2 separate regions of the Sus scrofa genome follow, and region 1 is linked to region 2. A link is a contact called in public HiChIP or PLAC-seq data. All regions are on one chromosome and are shown on one strand. Each heading gives the region's core, a stretch centred on a gene start, on an enhancer-like site or on the middle of the called end of the contact. The rest is flanking DNA. Distances are from core to core; before and after follow the strand shown.

Region 1 (6,011 bases), core at 1,030-3,529, 350 kb after region 2:
TGTGGTGGCTCTGGTGGCTTCTCGGGTTCTGGCTATCGCTGGAGCCGTTGTTCCACCCTCCCTAGTTTCCAGAAGGGGAGAAATGGGGAGCAGGTGAGAAGGCTGCGGGTGTGTACCCGAGGAGGAGACATGGAAACCTTTCCTCCCTGGCTGGGCCCAGGGCCAGGGAGGCAAGCCAAGGGGTATTAAAAATCCACCTGTTAGAATCTGCATAAGCCTGTTTGATGAGGGAAAACTTGGCTGGAGGACAGAAACTGCTTGGCTGCTGAGGATACACCGTAACCCTGCATATAGTCCTGAAAACTGGGCAGGTGCAAAGGCGCAGATGCTGAGAAAGGGCAGTAAGTGGACGTTTCCCTCCACGACTCCTGGGGCCCTTCCGGGCCATCCTCCCAGCAAAGCCTGGTTCTCTTGAGCTGTGGCTCAATCAGCTGCGGGGGGCAGGCAAGGGCAGAGAACTTTGGGAGTTCTCTAAGGATCCGGCGCTGTCACTGCAGGGGCTTGGGTTAATGCTGTGTTGAGGATTCAATCACTGGTGTGGAAATTTCACATGCTGCAGGCATGCCCCCCCCCCCCCGCAAAAAAGAGAGGACTTTGGGCATTAAAAATCCATCAAGGACGCTAGTTTTGGGATTGGGCTAGATTGGAGACAACAGATCCAAGGGATTCTGGCCAAGTCTCTCCTTGCCTCAGTTTTCCTGGCAGTAAAGAGATCAGGCCACATAGCAGGTCCTGGGAGATGACCTAGAGGCTGTGGACACAGATCAGGTGGCAGGTGTAAGGGGGAGCTCTAGAAGATCCTGGAAGATCTCAAGAGCCTCTGGGCCTGGCAGAGGCCAAACATTCTTCTTGGCATAGAAGGGGACACAGACAGAGATATGCTTGGAGCAGAGAGGAAAGAGATCCGAATCAGCAGCAACACCTGCTCCAAGCTGCCCTCTGGGAAGATGGGGGGCGGGCGGAGGGATGGGGGGATGTAGCTGTAAGTCAAGTTGAGGAAGAGACTGGTGGCACGCGGGGGGGGGGGGGGAATGGGGCTGCCACCTGCCGCCCTCTGCCAGTTGGGAGGACTTTCTGAGCAGCCCAGCTTGATGCCTTCAGTGGAGTGTCTCTGACCACACACAATTCCCCAGGGGCCGTTTGATAAGCCCAGGGAAGGTGACTAACTGCAGGGAGTTGGAGAAGTGGCTCTGGCCGGGAAGAAATGGCTCAGGCTGAGCATGGGACAGGTGAGTGAGTGAGTGAGAGAATAATCTCTGAGAGACACTCCTGGTCTCTCTCGGTTCCTTGGCTACGGGTGGAGGTGCTGCCTGAGGCCAGGGCGTTATCTTTTCCGGGTCATTGAAATTTAGCGCCACAAAGTGTGGGTTCGATCCAGCCTCTGACCTTGAGCCTCAGTCTCTCCCTCTGCCAGACGGGATTAATCCACCTGCTGACCCCTTCCCAGCAGCTGCTGGCCGGACTGGACCGCGGCCGCTGGGCCGCGTCGCCTCTACGGCCTGTGTCCTCCCCTTTCCGGCGCAGCTGCGCGGGTGGCTCGGCCCGCGGCCCACCCGTCCCGTCCATGGTCCACCAGGCCGGTTTCCCCGCCGCACTCACCACGGTCCTGGCAGCGAAGGATAACATCTCGGCGGCCTGCCCAGGGACACACTGTCCGCTCCTCCCCAGGCGCTGGTCAAAGTCCGCGCCGCGGCTGTAGGTGGGTCCCCACTAGACCCTTCCGGTCCAAGATCGCCGAGTCACCACCGCCGGCGGGTAGAAGCGGCCCCGCGCCCACCCACCCCGCCGGGCGGCGGCCGGCAGGCGGCCCGCGGGAGGCGGACTCTTGGGGCGGGGCCTTCGGCGGGCGGCGAACGCCGACCTCTAGCCGCGAGCGCTGGGCGGCCCGGGAGGCGGGGCCGGGGGCGGCGCCGGGGGCGGGGCCCGGGCCCCCTGCAGGTGGGTTCACCGCTAGGCGGTGGAACCCAAGAGGCGCACAGCGGCGCCCGCCGTCCACCTTGCCCTTTCCCGCCTCCATGAGCCGTCCAAATTGTTGGAGGCAGCGGTGTGCACCCCTCTCAGTCCCTTTGGTGTCCTTGAGCGCTGCTCTCAAAGTGCTAGGAAAACACAACCATACCGACAGGAGACTGTCTTCCACTAGTCCTCGGGATTGGGTCAGAGCCACGCTCCGAGATGACAGGTGGGGACCGCCCCGCAAAAGCATGGCTGCCGCGCTCCCAGGGCCCTCCCGGCAGGCAGTTGGCGCGTCGGGCCGCGAGCCGGCCGTCGGTGCGCATGCTCCCTGGGTGCCCCGCACCAACATGGCCGCCGCCTCGGAGTGAGCGCGACCGCCGCGAGCCGGCCGTTGCTGGGCATGCTCCCTGGGTGCCCCGCACCAACATGGCGGTCGTCTTCGCTGGGGTGACTTTAATTCTCGGTTTTCGGTTCTAGCCAGCCAGTGCTCGTTTCTCTTCAGAAAGCTCGGAGCGCGTAGGGGAGCCCGGGAAGGGCAGGGAAGGTGCGGGGGTGAAAGGCGAGAGGGGACTGCAGGCATCCGGGCCGGCTCCTGGCGGGCGGAAGATGGCTGAGGGCGAGCGGCAGTCGCCGCCAGGTAGGACGGGACGGGCCGGGCCGCTGCGGGGTGGGGGCGCGGGGACGCGGGGGCGGTGCTGGGTCTGGGGGCGGGGATGGCGTGGGGGGTGGGGGGCTCTGCAGCCCGACGGTTGAGAGAGATGAGCGACGCTCTTGGGGCCCCGAGGGGGAAGGGCTGGGGGGACCTGGAGGTGGGGGGCAGGAACCCAGGGCTGCAAAAGGGGTGCTGGGAGGGGCGCAATACCAGGACTTGGGGAGCTTGAGCCGCCCGAGGGTCGGGTGGACGGTCCGGTGGCCTTTTCCACGTCTGGGCTGCGCGTGTTTGTCAGCTCTTGACCCAGTGGGGAAGCTGTCGGGGGTGGGGGCTGCTGTCTTTATTAGACCCTGGTGCTCCTTGGGCCTGGGCCTGCCCGGACCCCCTTTCCCGCCTCCCCGACTCCCTGACCACCCCTCTTTCATCTCCCCTCTCCTCCTCGGAGGCCTGGCACCGGAGATTCAGGGGCTGAGAAGTTACCAAGAAGTTACTGCCCTGGATCGTCTAAACTATTAATTTAGAAAGACTGGTTGTGCAAGGAGCTGAGTCTCTTTCTGGTCTCACCATCTGTAACTTTTATTTACACCGAGGTTTCTTTTTAATTCATCTCAAATAGCTGGGATGGAGCGGCCAGGGAAAGGATTTTCTCTCTCTGTCTCTCTCTCTCTTTTTTTTTTTGGCCGCCTGGCAGCCTATGGAGTTCCTGGGCCAGGGATCAGATCCAAGCCGCAGTTGCGGCCCAAGCCGCAGCTGTGTCAACGCGGGATCCTTAAGGCACTGTGCCAGGCTGGGGATGGAACCTACGTGCCAGCACTTCCTACACGTTTCGAGTCTGTTGCCCCACAGCAGAAGCTTGGGGAACGATTCTCCTAGAGCGGAAACTTGGGGAAATGGAAGGAAGTTTGCTGACCACTCTTGCCACCCTAACTTGAGCTAGAAGGACTGATAGTAGATAACTTTTTAAAAAAATTTCTTTTGGTAGCTAATGTTTAAAGAGGTTGCAGATAGGTTGGTCAAACAGCTATTTCAAAAACACCTAATGTTTTGAAACCATTCAATATTCCTTCTGTGTCTCACCTTTTGTGATCCCTGGGAAGGTCTCAGGACAGAGACATTTTAAAGATCAAAAGAGATATTCCCCGCCCCCTGCCCCAAATCAATGAACAAAAAGCTGGGTATGGTCTGTTAGAGCATTTGAAACCAGACATTTATTTTGTTAACAAAATTTCTGTGCATGTGCTTTAGGAATTCTAGTAATGATCTCAGGATATATAAGGCAACCAGAGTTATCAGTAAGATGAGGAGGTCCCTTCGTGGCTCAGTGGTTAACGAACCCGACTAGGAACCATGAGGATGATGGGTTCCATCCCTGGCCTCGCTCAGTGGATTAAGGATCTAGGGTTAAGGATCTGGCGTTGCCCTGAGCTGTGGTGTAGGCTGCAGACTTGCTTGGATCCTGTGTTGCAGTGTCTGTGGTGTAGGCCGGCAGCTGTAGCTCCGATTTGACCCCTGGCCTGGGAATTTCCACATGCCACAGATACGGTCCTAACAGGCAAAAAAAAAAAAAAAAAAAAAAAAAAAGAGGATTATCAGTAAGATGAATGTTGTCTCTGAAGACAGGTGGTGGGGGACATGGGAGTGAGCCTGTACTGAGAGAAGATGGCTCTGGGAGGTTATCTGTGGCTGGGAAGAGTCAGGTTCCCAGGAGGTGGCTCTTCTTTGAAGTTTGAAACCAGACGGTGAGGAACCAGTGGAAAGAACCACTCAGACAGCGTAGTGGAGCGAACCTTGGATCTTGGAGTTACAGAGACCTGTCTCTCCCTGGCATGTCGTAGCCTCTGTGAGCCTGTTTGCTCAAGAGGGGGCTCCTGTACCTTCTTGACAGTGTTACGGTGTGGGTTCTGGAGACGATGAGGGCAAATCATGGGACGTGGTGGGGAGTCGGTAAACGTGGCTTACTCTCATCCTTCCCGAGGTGGTACAGGTCGAATGTGTAGCCAGGTTCCCACACGGTAGATGATAATAAATACTCCCAGGAGCTTTTTGAGGAACATCTCTAAAACTCTGGATGTTTCCATCTTTTTTTTTTTTTTTTTTTTTTTTTAAGGGCAGCACCCATGGCACATGGAAGTTCCCAGGCTAGGGGCCTAATCGGAACTACAGTCCATGCCACGGCCATCACAACGCAGGAGCCAAGCCACATCTTCGATCCTATACCACAGCTCATGGCAACGCTGGATCCTTACCCCACTGAGCAAGGCCAGGGTTCGAACCCACATCCTCCTGGATACTAGTCAGGTTCGTTAACCACTGAGCCACGGCAGGAACTCCCTGGATGTTTCCCTCTTATACTGAGAGGTTGTAGGGATCCAGCTGTCCTGTGGCATCTTTGTCGGAGATGGAAGTTGAGGCTGGAGAGGCTGTGGGTTTGACTTCGTTTATCACAGTTCTCGCGTTTGAAGACTGTTTTTTGTTGTTGTTCTTTGCTTTTATTTGGGATTGTGTGTGTGTTTCATCAGTGATTTGGTGCAAAACTTCCAACAAAGCCTTTCCTCTGGCAGCAGGGCCTGGCCTGGGGGTTTTCCTCCCTGTGAAATATTGTTAGGAGTTCTGTCCCCTTTTGGGGAACAGTTCTCTCAAACTTAGAAGAGGGCTCTTGTTCCCAGAGATCACTTATTTGCAAGTTGATAATTTGGGACGTGGAAACATTTTCTCATAAAAACAATGCAGTTAGGTCACCAGCCTGACCTACAAAGCTTTTTATTTAGCATCTTAAAGTAGCAATTTGCTAATGGTAGAGTCCTCAATTTGAGGTTCTGGGAACAGGACTTGCAGAACAGGTGGGAGGAGGAAGAGAGTTTCTGGTGTCTTTTGGGGCCCCAGTTTGAATTTTGAATTAGGCGGGGTTTGCCTGGTTCTTATCCCACATTCTTTCTCCATCTCCTTAGGTCTCCTGGTACTTTTCCTTTCCTCAGGACCTGTCCAGACAGTCCCCCAAATGTCACATGTTCTAGAAGTCCAGTACACTATCCATTGAGCCACGGATGTGACATGTTCTAGAACGTACTTAGGTTCTTGCTCCCTTTTCTCCATGCAGCTGATGTGAGCTAGGTTTAGGGGGATGGCAGTGGGGCAGATTTATACTACATTGTGAGTGACTGATAGTCTTTTACTCTTCTTGGAGTTTTCATTTTTAGAGGAAGGGGCTTACTCATCTGACGAATCTCCACTAGTAGGTTCAGGTCCACAGGACCCAACCCCAAAGCTTTGGGCCTAGGTGTATTTTGAAATTAGGAGTTTTTCAGATTTCAGAAAGCAGTGTTCCATAATCAAACAAAAAGGTTTATGCAGCAAAACATAAATCCCTACCAGGTGGGAATGTTCTTATATCACTTTAGGTTTAAGT
Region 2 (5,598 bases), core at 1,215-3,714:
GCCACCGGCCTACGCCAGGAGCCACAGCAACGGGGGATCCGAGCCGCGTCTGCAACCTACACCACAGCTCACGGCAACGCTAAATCCTTAACCCACTGAGCAAGGGCAGGGACCGAACCCGCAACCTCATGGTTCCTAGTCGGATTCGTTAACCACTGCGCCACGACGGGAACTCCTGGATCAGGTTTTGATCCCTAGCCTTGGAACTTCCACATGCCATGGGGCCCAGCCCCCGCCAAAAAGCCTGCCCAATCAGCTTAGATACAGATTGAACTGGACTCAGTTGAGAATAATATTTGGAGGGAAGATTAATTTCTGGCTTTGGAGGAAAGTCCCAAGAAGACATTCGTATTCTTTGCCCATAAACTGTATGCCATTTAACATTTATCAATCACCCACCAATGGACTATCTCGAACATTCAAGACACTGCTTGAGCTTTAAGAGCTGATAGTAAAATGTGAGTGCTGGATTGCAAATAATGCAACCCCTAGTTTTGGTTACAAATACCCAGAGAGGGATTTCAGGCTTTTTAAATTTAATTTAATTTAATTTTTTGGGTCTTTTTAGGGCCACACCCAAGGCATGTGGAGGTTCCTAGGCTAGGGGTGGAATCAGAGCTGTAGCTGCTGACCTACGCCACAGCCACACCACATCCAAACAGCATCTGTGACCTACACCACAGCTCACGACCACGCTGGATCTTAATCTGCTGAGTGAGGCCAGGGATCAAACCTGAGTCTTCACGGATGCTAGTCAGATTGGTTTCCCCTGAGCCGTGATGGGAATTCTGATTTCAGGCTTGTTGTGGTCCATGTCTGGGCTCTGCAGGAGGGAGTAGAGCAGTCAGCGGTACACTTGCGTTACCTGGAAAGCAGAATTTAAACAGAAATACTTTGGCCTCTTTCATATTTCAAGATTTGGCCCCTAAAGCCCCCCTGTTGTCCTCTCTCTGATAGGGCAAAATGAAATTAGCACCGCCTACCCTATCTTGCAGTTGTGCAGCTTCACTGCAGTGCGGGTGCAGTTGCTGGGACTGGCTCAGCACTCTGTACGGTTTCTTGCGACCTCCTTGAATTACAGCAGAGTAGGGCCAAAAGGACCCCCAATGAATGTGGCAACCCCTTGCCCTCAGAGGACTTCCATTTTAGTAAGGCCCTGCCTTTTTTTTTTTTTTTTTTGGTCTTTTTAGGGCTGCACTGGAGGCATGTGGAGGTTCTCAAGCTAGAGGTCAAAGCTGAGCTGCAGCTGCCGGCCTACGCTACAGCCACGCCAGATCCAAGCGCCCCTGTGATCTACACCACTGTTGACCGCAACGCTGGATCCTTAACCTACTGAGCGAGGCCAGAGAGGGCATCTGGGTCCTCATGGATCCTGTTCAGATTCCCTTTGGCTGAGCCATGACGGGAACTCCCGGCCTTGCTTTAACATCACCACTGACACAAAGTTCCATTTGCCTTTTTTTTTTTTTTTTTTTTTTTTTTTTAGTGGTTCACACCAGCAGCATTTGGAAGTTCCTGGGCCAGGACCGAACCTTTGCCTGCGAGGCTGCAGTCCTTTTTTTTTTCTTTCTTTTTTCCTTTTTGCAGTCTGAATTTTAACCCGCGGCACCACAGCGGGATCTCGCAGTCTTTTTTGAATTCTATAATTCCATAACAGAAGTAGGTCCAGAGAGGTAAAGTGACTTGCCCAAGTGCACACAACCTGCTGGGACTAAGAACCAGGAAAAGGCCTGTGAGTGGACCGGGCAGCTTCGGGCTTTGCAAACACGCGGGAGAAGAGTCCGAAAGGCAGCTCCCCGTCTGGGAAACAAGACGAGGTGCCACCTAGCTTTCCTCACGAGAAGAACGCCTCAGAAGTGTCCCTGAGTGCAGAACCCAGGGTGGGTATACATCTGGGCAACGATGTGAAGCCAAGCTACTAACAGGCCTGCGCTTTTGGGGGGCTGCGGAGACCCCTCTCTTCGGCGCCACCCGGCGGATGAGGGAAGCCGCTCTGCCACCACGTGACGCACCCGCCCGGGAGCCTGCGCGCAGCCTGGCGAGGCCCCGCCCCTAGGGCCGTAGCGCGCAAATGTCCCGGGTCGGGCTGGAGAAGGGGAAAGCGGGGGAGGGGAGCGCGGCGCGGGGGGCCGGACCCGTACGTCGCGGCGTTCTTTCCTCCCGCCTCTTCGCCAGGCCCTGTGTCTCCGCGCCGCGGCTCCGCCCCCTCGTCCCTGAGCCCCAGCCAATGGCCAGGCGGCGCGAGCTTCTCCGGCCGGAGGCGGGGCGTGCGCGCGGGGCCTGGCGCGCCTGCGCCCTGCCGCCCGCCCCTCGCCGTGAGGAGGAGGTGGAGGAGGAGGCGGCTCGGGGAGAGCGAGCAGCGAGCTGGAGCGCGGAGCGTGAGTGAGAGAGCCGAGCCGCCTGCCCGCCCGCCCGCCGCCGCCGCCTCCCCTCCGTAAGCAGGAGCCCGGGCCGGGGCCCGGCACGCCGCCCCAGCCCCTCCCTCGTCGTCAGGCCGCGAGGGCAGCGCGCGCGAGCCAGGGGGAGGGAGAGCGAGCGAGCGCCCGGAGGAGGCGGCCGGACCGAGCGAGCGCCCGCGCGTGTGGCGTGAGGGGAAGCCGCTGCCCGCCCCCTTCGCCTTCCCTTCTCTCCCCCTCCCCGTTCCCCCCCCGACCGCGGAGCAGCACCATGTCGGCGCCGGCGGCCAAAGTCAGTAAAAAGGAGCTCAACTCCAACCACGACGGGGCCGACGAGACCTCAGGTGAGGAGCAGGCGAGGCGGGGGCCGGCCCGCGCCGCCATCTTCGCCGTCCGCCCGGCCGCAGGCCGCCGGCGGGGCCCGGGGCGCGCGGGGGGCGCTGGGCGGACGGGCCGGCGCGCGCCTCGGCGCCCTTTTTTGTGCGCGCGGGGCCGGGGCCGGGTGGCGCCGCGGCGGCGGACGGCGCTGCGAGGCGGGGGCGCTGCGGCCTGCTCGGCGCGGGCGGAGGAGACCCCCCCTTCCTCTCCCCCCTCCCTCGCTCTCCTCCCCCTCCCTCCCTCCCGAGAAGCCTCTCTTTATTGTGCTCCGCCATGATGCCTCGCTCCCATCAGCCGCCGCCGCCGCCACATGGTGCGGCCGGACGCGGCCCCGCGCCCGGGCCTCCGCACGGCTCCCCCTTCGCGCCCGGCCCGCGGGCGGCGCCCCCGCACCCCCACCCGGAGGCCGGCCCCGGCGCGGCCCTCTGCCTCGAGCTGGGGCGGGGTGGGGGCGCGGGGAAACACGCGGCCGGCCGCGCAGCGGGCCCCGGCCGCCGGGAGGATGCTCCGGCCGGCCCTTGGCAGGTCCCCACGTGGGGAGGCCACCTCGTCGCTGCAGCGCGCTGAGACACCTGGCGCGCGCGACGGCCGGAGTGTCGGGGGGTCTTTACAATGGCACCTAGCAAACCTGGTCTTTTCCGTGAAGGCTTTCGCGGCGGGGGGGCTGTACATCCCGGGCTGGATGCCGGAAATGAACCGAACGCTCGGGCCCCTTCACGCCCACTTCAGCTCTGTAGGTTTTACATTCTTGAACGGATAAAAAGGCACCATTCCGCAGCACACCCCCTTTTCATCCTCTGCCTTATTGCTCTCATAGTTTTCTGACTTCATGCTGGCTCCTTGTGTGCTCATAGCCATGTGGGGCCACGTCTGAGATCGGGCCACGTGAATTGGGTTGGAGGGGTGAGAAAGGTAGATTTGAATCCTGGGGTTCCTATGCTGATATGGTGAAATCGAGTGTTGACCGAGGTGGGATAGTTCAAGAGCCTTCTCCGTGTTTGTAGGCGTGTCCGATGTCTTAAAAGTAGTGGATACTGAACAATATTTTAACTTCGTATAAAAGATGATAGCGCCGTGGAAACAGATGGTGTTATAATTTTTGCTATTGTCACGGGTTAGTTTCCGTATTATAGTTAAGAGCGGGTGCTACTTTATTGCAAGTATACAATGTGAGTTTTTTAAAAAACACTAAATTTCTGCATAGGGTTTATTCTCATAATAGAAACTTTGATAATTGGTCTAATGGAACTCTTAAAGTGTTTCAGTCAAACATTTTGAGTAGTCTTAACAGCATGATCTGTGAATAGTCTTTTAATTAAAAAGTAATTTGTCAACTCCCCGCATGAACACGTGGAGAGCATGCCTTGTGTTGTAGGGAGTTTTTTAACAGCTTTATTTGTATAATTTACATCACAGACTGTTAACATCAAGAAGGAAAATTAGTATTGAGTCTCCTGCACTTTTTCTTGCAGAAAAAGAACAGCAAGAAGCAATTGAACATATTGATGAAGTACAAAATGAAATAGACAGGTAAAGTTTTCCTCAATTTACTTTGGAAAAGTTTTCTGACCTTAGTAGGGTTTGGTAATTGAAACTATGGCCAAATATATCTGTATGCACTGGCTAAGTGAAGGTAATTATAACTTAGTTGGAAATACTATGAGGATTCAGTGTTATTTTTCTCAGAAATGCTTGTAAGGTCACCAAAAAGTTTCTGATTGACCTCTGGAAAAATTTGTTTTGCTTTGGTAGGTTACAAACTGGCTAAGTTGCAGTGTGGCAACATATAACAGTTTAGCATTATGCTATTAGTGTTGCTCTGACTTGCCATACAACTTCGTTACTTGGTTGGCAGCTTTTTTGTTTTTTCTTCATTTGCCTGAGAGAAAAAAGATTGCCTGGTAATAAGAGTAATAAATATACAGTGTTACCAAAATGCAGTTGGGACACTTTAAGCATGTAGATTTTTGAGTGCCTACTGGTAAAGCATATCAAATTGCCATCTCAGTTTTGACTCTGGCTACAAAAATCTAGGTGATGTGGTTATTATAAATTTGCATTTCGTTGTGTTGTAAAGCTAATAAGAATAAATACACTGTTATCAGCAGTTTTTGTATTTGTTATGTACCATCGTTGTCAACATGTGTTTTCATTTGCTTCAGACTTAATGAACAAGCCAGTGAGGAGATTTTGAAAGTAGAACAGAAATATAACAAACTCCGCCAACCATTTTTTCAGAAGAGGTCGGAATTGATCGCCAAAATCCCAAACTTTTGGGTAACAACATTTGTTAACCACCCACAAGGTAAGTTATGGCAGAGCATTATTAAAGGGTATGGGATGTTCACTTGAAGGGTGGAGGGACATTGGTTGAGAATTTGGTCCAACATATGGTTATAAGCAGAGGTTGAACTAATCGGTGTGAGGGTTGAAATACTCAGTGTGAGGCTTGGAATTAATGCAGTGTATTTAGAAGAGATTGTATTCTAACTTTGGATTCTGTTGAATAACTTGGTAGAAGGTGGTGAGTGCTCTGACACTGAGCCATTTGGTTTTCAGTTAATAATAGATTTATGAAACCAAAGATGCTCACTAAATTTGGGAAATTTTAAAAAGAGATTGCTTGAATTGTTAATGTTTACTAATTATGTTGGCCTGTTGTTTACTGGTCTAGTGTCTGCACTGCTTGGGGAGGAGGATGAAGAGGCGCTGCATTATTTGACAAGAGTTGAAGTGACAGAATTTGAAGATATTAAATCAGGTTACAGAATAGATTTTGTAAGTATCAGTAACTCACTTGTTTTGTCACTGTGCGAATGAAGCT

What was found. HiChIP or PLAC-seq counts read pairs in DNA pulled down with a chosen protein or histone mark.
Region 1: a contact with region 2 is called in an H3K27ac HiChIP or PLAC-seq map of alveolar macrophages. The contact joins the promoter of PTPA here to the promoter of SET in region 2. A contact is called at or near these places in 1 of 5 promoter capture datasets (fetal liver) and 1 of 2 datasets of contacts at active chromatin or transcription factors (alveolar macrophages).

Annotation. Positions count from the first base shown.
Region 1 is chr1:269,399,497-269,405,507 of Sscrofa11.1, forward strand. PTPA (serine/threonine-protein phosphatase 2A activator) reads left to right here and starts at 2,280. Exons shown (of 10, transcript XM_001926077.6): 1 at 2,280-2,590. The coding sequence starts at 2,560. It overlaps CRAT (carnitine O-acetyltransferase), which reads right to left and starts at 1,746. Exons shown (of 14, transcript NM_001113047.1): 1 at 1,600-1,746. The coding sequence starts at 1,626.
Region 2 is chr1:269,054,050-269,059,647 of Sscrofa11.1, forward strand. It overlaps SET (SET nuclear oncogene), which reads left to right and starts at 2,465. Exons shown (of 8, transcript NM_001244090.1): 1 at 2,465-2,740; 2 at 4,247-4,304; 3 at 4,937-5,079; 4 at 5,449-5,552. The coding sequence starts at 2,668. LOC102158334 (a long non-coding RNA gene) reads right to left here and starts at 2,206. Exons shown (of 4, transcript XR_001306652.2): 1 at 1,533-2,206; 2 at 734-865.